Regions from separate parts of the Sus scrofa genome. Here region 2 is linked to region 1. Evidence: chromatin contacts called from public Hi-C data. All regions are on one chromosome and are shown on one strand. The core of a region is the stretch at or near the end of the contact, and the rest is flanking DNA. Distances in the headings are between cores, read along the strand shown. Region 1 holds the start of DNAJC28 (dnaJ homolog subfamily C member 28). Region 2 holds the start of SMIM11A (small integral membrane protein 11A).

Region 1 (3,731 bases), core at 818-3,317:
TTCCTCGATGCTAAAATTGCCTCTCTGAGTTCCTCAATAGTATCCTTGATTTCCTTTTGCATTAGGATCCATTCCGGTTGATATCCATTATCTATTAATATTCTGTTCAGGTTGTGAGTCATGGGATCAATATATGAACAGCCAGAAAACTTTGTTAGAGGTTTCCCCTTCCCGCTGAGATTGTCAAAGTCTCCTTTGGCCATCGATTCCTGAATGAGATCCTCCACTAAACGCTCTATTGCTTGAGTTATCTTTTGTTGTTTACTGTGTCTTACATCTTTCACAGTTACACTGTCAGTGAAATACTGGCTTTGCAGCTTCTGCTTTTGGTATTCCATCACTTGCTCAGTTGCACGGTCTGCTCTAAATTGCCTATATTGCTTCTCGCGTTGACTTGGCGTCCCAAAACCAATACCTTCAAAACTTAAATAATGCCGGTGTTGGGGTGTTTTATATTTGAATTTTTCTTCATCTTCCTCGTCTGCTTCAACTTTACTCTGCCTGGCATTTGTTTGTTCAATCACGTGAGAAAGCACCTTCCTATAAGCTTCTTCGATCCTTATAAATGTTGCAGAATCAGCAGTACTAGAGCCACCATCTGGATGGTATTGCTTGGCAAGTTTACGAAAAGATTCCCTGACATCATCTGCAGAGCATCCTTCATCCAGATTCAGCAGCCTATAATATTCGCTCATCTTCTTTTTGGATTTATAAGTTGACATCATTCTAGTTCTAAGCACACCAAGATATGGACCCATGTTCATTTGATGAGGAATCATTGAAACGTTTATCAGATGAGATCTTAGGATTCGAGCCATCACTACATACACTGTGTTCATTATTGTGCCCAGATTTCTTCCTAGCAATGATCTATAAAACGACAACAAATATTGGGTGAAGAAAGTTGTATTATCAGCTAAATCCATATTTTCAGCAATAAGGATGAATTACGAGTACAATACTTCTTTCTAATGCTGCTGCCAAAATTCTTACAGCTTTATTTCATTTGTTCAGCAGAGAAATGGAAGTTAATGATGTCTTGCGTCAACATATTGTGATGGAATCTAGATTCTACTCTGTACTAACCACAGAATTTTAGAGCTGGCAAGTTCTCAGAGATCTAATCCAATCTTCTCATTTTATGAGAAAATGCAGGCCCAGAAGGTTAAGCAACACAACCAAATCACACAGCAAGGTGTAAGCAAAATAGTTAGGGTTAGGGCACAACAAGCCTCTTGCATATTTGTCCTCAGCAAATTATAAACGTCAGTAGCACCACTATTTCTTTAGTGAGTGCATCATTGTCTTTATTATCCCAAGGAGTCTTCTCATGAGAAGACTTACATGAAACAATTAGAACAAGTGACTGATTCTGTACCTACTCTTGACACTAAATTGCACAGAATCAAGGGTCCAAAAGACTTTAAGCTCTACAGCGTCTTAGGAAGGAATAGTCTGCTGCAAGCCTGAAAGCCGAGATGAAAGGTGAACTCTCTCAGTATACTGTTACCTGTTTTTGTTTTGTTTTGTTTGTTTTTTAAACGCACAGCATAGTAGAAGAGAAAATCTTCTATATAGAAAATGGCAATGAAATGCTAGAAGTGACTTAAAAATAGGATTTTGATGTATAAACGCTAAAATTCAGCTCCTGGGGACTCCAATTTTCTATAAAAATTGGGGTCAACGGCTTTCAGACTTGACTGGGATGGGTGGCCGTCGCGGAAGAGAAGTCAATCTCGACACAGTACACGCCGGGTCCCGCCCTCTACTCACCTTCTCAGACCCTGGGAAGGGGCTCTGCGGCTCCCGCCCCCATGCTGAGCATCTGCGCATGCGTGCGAGGGCGGCCCTCCACTCCCCAGCTGTCTCCGCCGCTGGACTAGACCATCTGCCTTTTTACGCTGAGGGAACCCTCAGGGGTGCGGAGGGCAATGTGATACCGAATAGAGACAGATGTCCTACCTTACCAGGGGACCCCAGAATCTCTTTTAAAACAAACTCTTCCCAAAAGGACACAAGCAGGACAATTTCGGGACGCTCCGCCCCGCCCCGGGCAGTCGACTCCGCCCTCCCCACCCCTAGCGGGAGGTGGGTCGGTCGAGTGGATTCTGGGAAATGTAGTTCTCCAGGAGGACCCCGCCGCGCGCCTGCGCCTTCCGGGAGGGAGGCGGGGCGGTGAAAACGTCTACACCGCCGGAGGGGAGATGAATAGGATTTACCATAGCGTTTGGTCAGTGTCGAATGCGACCCTTGAAGTGCTAATGGTTCGGAGGGCGCCGGTCCTAGGTAACTTGTTTTGAAGAGGGGATGACAAGTCCTTTTCCCCCCGAATAGGACCTGAACAGCTTTTTCAGGTTTGCAGCCAAGGACACCAGCTCAGAGACGAGGAAATACTACCTGGCCCAGAAAGTCTAGGTTAGCTCGGTTGGTTAGAACGTGGTGGTAATAGATAACCCAGGTTAGAAACCTAGTCTTTCGTTAGTTCAGGAACTTAGTGAGCAGGTAGGTCATTTAGCCAGGCATTGATAGAGAGAGGGTGAGGACGGTCGAAGACAAAGTTAAATAAAGTGTTTTCTCGCTTTAAGTTCAGTCACTGTTATGGGGATTTACTATTTCCCCCTTCTGCACAGGGTAAGTTTTTAAAATAGGAAAAAGCAAGAAGAAGAAAAGGCGGGTCAGACCTGAGCTGAGAACTGCTTTTCTCTGTGTCCGTTTATCTGTAAAGTGAGGGTACCAGCAAATGGTGAACGTATTTAGCACTCAGTTTTTGCCAGGCACTGTGCTAAATGCCTATTTATGTAATCTTTTAAAATTCTTGCAACAGCCCAATGAGGTAAATGCTATTGTTTTCCTCATTTTACTTATGATGAAATAATAATTGTGTAGCACTCACTGAGTTTTTGTGAGATTTACACACTGTATGTAAACCACTTTGCATAGCGCCTGGCACATTAAATAATATTTTGTACTATGACTACGTTTCTTAAAAGAAGGCAGAAGTAGGGAGTTCCTGTTGTGGCATAGCGAAAACGAATCCAGCTAGTATCCTTGAGGATGTGGGTTCGATCCCTAGCCTCACGTAGTGGGTGCAGTGGGTTAAGGATCCGGCGTTGCCGTGAGCCGTGGTGTAGGTTGCAGACACAGCTCGGATCTGGCGTTACTGTGGCTCTGGGGTAGGCCAGCAGCTGTAGCTCCAATTCAACCCCTAGCCTGGGAACCTCCATATGCCTCGGGTTCGGCCCTAAAGAGCAAAAAAAAAAAAAAAAAAAAAAAGTAACTGCACGTACTATGCCCCTTTATCCCAAAGTACTCAGTATTTGTTTCCTCAAAACAAGGACATTCTCTTCATCATAGCACTGATAGCAAATTCACGACATTTAACTTAAAGACAGTATTATTTAATGTACAGGTTTTTTGTTTATTTTTTTGTTTTGTTTTTTAGGGCTGCACCTGCAGCATGCGGAAGTTCCCAGGCTAGGGGTCAAATCGGAGCTGTAGCTGCCAGCCTCTGCCACAGCCACAGCAACCCGGGATTCAAGTCGCATTTGCTATCTACACCACAGCTCACGGCAACACCAGATCCTTAACCCACTGAGCGAGGGCAGGGATCGAACCTGCAACCTCATGGTTCCTAGTCGGATTCGTTAACTACTGAGCCATGATGGGAACTCCTTAATGTACAATTTTTGTATTCCAGTTTTAACAATTGTCCTAATGATGTCTTTGAGAGC
Region 2 (3,801 bases), core at 297-2,796, 870 kb after region 1:
CTTATGCCCAGTTACCTCTGCACCAATCAAAGTTGAGTTTAATTCATGCCGAATTCTCTTCCCTACTGTGATAGCGACTGAATCAAGTCTGTCCCTAACACATGAACCGGTGCCTGGCTTTATCTGTGACACAGGAAAACACATCAAGGGGAGGAGGGATCTAGGTTTTCCTAATTAAGTACATTTCATTATCATCATTTAATAAATGTTCATCAGCCAAGTTTACTTTCGGGGAATGGGAGAAATACCCAATCTTGACGAGCATTTTGGCTTGGATCCTGCATTGCTGTGGCATAGGCTGACAGCTGCAGCTCTGAGATTCAACCCCTAGCCTGGGAACTTCCATATGCTGCAGGTGCAGCCCTAAAAAGAAGGAAAAAAAAAAAAAAAGAGTTCCTTTTGTGACTCAGTGGTTAACAAACCCGACTAGGAACCATGACGTTGTGGGTTTGATCTCTGGCCTCGCTCAGTGGGTTAAGAATCTGGCAATGCTACTAGCTGTGGTGTAGGTCACAGACATGGCTCAGGTCCACTGTGGCTGTTGCTGTGGTGTAGGCCAGCAGCTGTAGCTCCAGATTCGACTGCTTTCCTGGGAACCTCCATATGCCATGGGTGCGCACCCACCCCACCCCCCAAAAAAGAAAAGGAACTCATGGTAGTGGCTGCCCTGATAGAGGCTAGATCCGGAGTCAGGTCCCAGCTCTGGCCCTTGCTGGCTTTAAAACCCTCCACGACTTAATCTGTGTCTTCATTTCCTCATTACAGTCATAATATGTCCTTCACAGGCCTGTCAGGAGACTTCAATTAGACAATAAAGTGCTTAGAACATTATTTCTGTTACTTTCTCCAGGAAACATTTCGTTTTTCACCACCACCAAGATGTCACAATGGGATATGGAATTGGACTGTCTGGTTCAAATCTCCGTTCTGCCACACCAATTTGCACGTTTTCTTGCGCTGGCCACTTCGTCTCCTCTTGCTTTAGTTTCCTAAACCACAGAAGGGTGAGCTGAGCATGGACTAAGGACTCTGTGAACTTTCCTCTTGCTACCCTTGAATTTCAGTGTCCAGTTTGTACCCTCCCTTACAGAAGGGTCTGAGTGCGTTGTAACTGCTTCCGTTTACTAAGCTCTTGTTGAATGAATCTGGGGACCTAGTATGGGCACCCCACCACTATTCCAAAGGAAAATGCACGCATTTTTGACAGAGACGATGAAGGCTAAATTTGGAAACTTCTGGGGACCCACGTGCCCTCGGCCACACACAGCAAGGATCACCCAAAGAAAGCGAGACAGCTGAGGGGGAGGGGCCCACAAAGCCCCGCCCCCCACAAAGCCCCGCCCCCACAAAGCCCCGCCCTCCATCCGCCGTCCTCCAACTCCAGTAACTTCAAAAGGAGAATGTGCCAAGGGCCTGGAGGAAAGCGCCTGGCCCACCCTCACTCGCCCGGCCAATCCCGTTCCGTGACCCACGTCGCAGCCCCCAGAAAGCCGCGCCAGCCCCAAGCGCGATTGCGCGTGAAGCGGCGCACGCATCAAGGCGGCGCACGCATCAAGGCGGCGCTCGCAGCGATGCGGTCCTGGCCCACTGCGCAGGCGCGCGGAGCGGTGCATTTCGGGACGTGTAGTTTTCCCGCGGCGTTGTAGCTGTCGTGTGTGCCGGCTGGTTCCTCCGCGGCCCGGAGCTGTAAGTGGGTGGTGTCCTGGGCCACGGAATCCTGAGCTGAGGCCCGGCAGCTCTTGGGGGCGCTGGGGAGTTTGGCGGCCGGCCCTGCGATCGCACTTTCTCTCTAGACGCTCACCGCCGGGCCCCCGGGCACGGCGAAGGTGACTGCTGCCACCTCCCGCCCCCCGCCCGCGGATTGCCCCTGTCTGGCTGGGTTGCCCCGGCGCCGCGGATCCCGCGCGGTGGGTGGAGTGTTGAGGCTGTCACGCAGGCCGGAGAGATTAGGAGGCGAGCGAATGCTCTGGACGCCCTGTTCTGTTAGAATGGCGGGGCGGAGGGGGCGGGGTGGGGGGCAGTGCTTGCCTTTGGCCCTCATTCTCGGGTGTGAGCGGTACAGGCCTTGCTCCCCAAGAGTCGGGGATGGAGAGGACCCTGGCCCGGCCCTCGGATTACTGTTACGGTTACGGAGAAGTTGAGGCCCAGCCCCTCGCCCTGGGAACCCCGGGCTGATCCGGGCTTGGGCCTTAGAGGCCAACCAGGTGATATCCTAGGTTCATCTTGAACCCCTTCCTTCCCACACCTACCGCTCTTTCAAAAGATTGGGTGAAGGGTTGGGGTGAAAAGGGTAGAGACTGGGAATGAGAACAGCTCCGGAAAGTTCAAACTAGGGACACATACTTAGTGGCTGGAATGAGACTCCAAGAGACAGACCGACCCTTGGGGTTTGTTAGGTGTGCCAAGAAGAAAATTGTGGACCATACATTGTCCATAGTGCTTTAATTGGCTTAATGAAAATAAGCCAGTAGCTTTTCTATTTTTTAGGAGAAATCTGGCAAAGGAGAACTCAGGACGTTTTTGCAGGAGAGGAAATAAAACTCTGAGCCATTGTTAAAAGGGAAGTTTAAAACTTCCAGCGCTTCATAGATTTTAGGCCTCTCAAAATTGTGGCTGTCAGTTTGTAGTTCAGCCCTCAGATACCAGCTGCCTCCTGGTTCTGGTGTTGGGTCAGGTGTACATATGGCAGCAGAGCAAATAGCCTGTTGATATTTTTAGCTTTCTCAGTTGTTCTTATTTGCTGAAGTCCTGCAGGGTGCTACAGAAATGGCTGAGTTGGAGCATGTAATTTAGGGGAGGTGGGAAAGAGTTGTAATTTGGAGCCAGTGAGTGGGAATGAGTTTGACTGATTTGCCCTCTCCTCTTTCACCCTCAGCCTAAGTCTTCCACTCCTTTGCACATTGACCCTAATTTTTTTTTTTCTAAAGAGACTGAATTTTATCACCCTAGATATGAAGTTGAGTGAGCTGCCAGTATATTTTTAGTTAGATTCTGTGATATCAAAGAGGGTGGTGACTTAGGCATTGCCGAGTTTCAGCACTGTTCTTTGGCTTCTGATTTTTGAGATAACACTTTAGGTTAAAGAGGCTAATGACCTGTGCCAGGTCACTCACGTGCCCTGCCATTGGTGCCACCAAGAATTGAGCCCAGATCGCCAGTTCTCCTGGTTATCCAGTGCTGGTTCTTTATACCATATCCTGCTGTCTGCATTTTGACTGATACCACTTTTTATCAGCTTGACATGTCCATTAGTGGAAAGAGATATTTATCATAACAGTTATCGTTGGTATTTGTTTAGTGCTTTCCATATGCTGAACACATTGCTTAGTGTTTGCAGTCTCTGAAGGAGAATTGACAGACAGGGCAGCTGAGGCTTAGAGAGGCCAGGTGACTCGTCCAAGGTCACATCACTGGTAAACAGATCACCACGGGTGATCTTTTGATTTCCTCCTCTAAGCTTTTTGGACCTACTTGGGGTCCTTGACCTTGTGGCTACCATACCTATTTCAATTCTCTAGGTATGTCCTTTGGTCTCAGAAAACATGTGGAAAACAGCCAAGCTTGTCTACTTATATTTGTACACAACTCAATAAAAGCAGGAGTTGTAAAAATAAAGTTCATATGACCTTAAACCTTTACATTTACAACATGGCTAATTCCCGAGATTATTAGACATTATTCAGAGTGAAAATTCCAGCAACAGGTTATAAGCTGTTAGGAACCGAGTTGCCCAGTGCAAGTCAGAGTCTGCTGCTACTTAGACAAATGGGCCATTTATGCACAAAGGTAATGAGCACCTTC

The links. A called contact is a pair of places that touch in the nucleus more often than the background predicts.
Region 2: a contact with region 1 is called in a Hi-C map of liver, with 17 times the contacts expected there. The contact joins the promoter of SMIM11A here to the promoter of DNAJC28 in region 1. A contact is called at or near these places in 1 of 5 promoter capture datasets (liver) and 1 of 47 Hi-C or Micro-C datasets (liver).

What each region holds. Positions count from the first base shown.
Region 1 is chr13:197,112,626-197,116,356 of Sscrofa11.1, forward strand. It overlaps DNAJC28 (dnaJ homolog subfamily C member 28), which reads right to left and starts at 2,068. Exons shown (of 3, transcript XR_002338034.1): 1 at 1,774-2,068; 2 at 1-870.
Region 2 is chr13:197,983,722-197,987,522 of Sscrofa11.1, forward strand. It overlaps SMIM11A (small integral membrane protein 11A), which reads left to right and starts at 1,547. Exons shown (of 4, transcript XM_003132758.4): 1 at 1,547-1,686.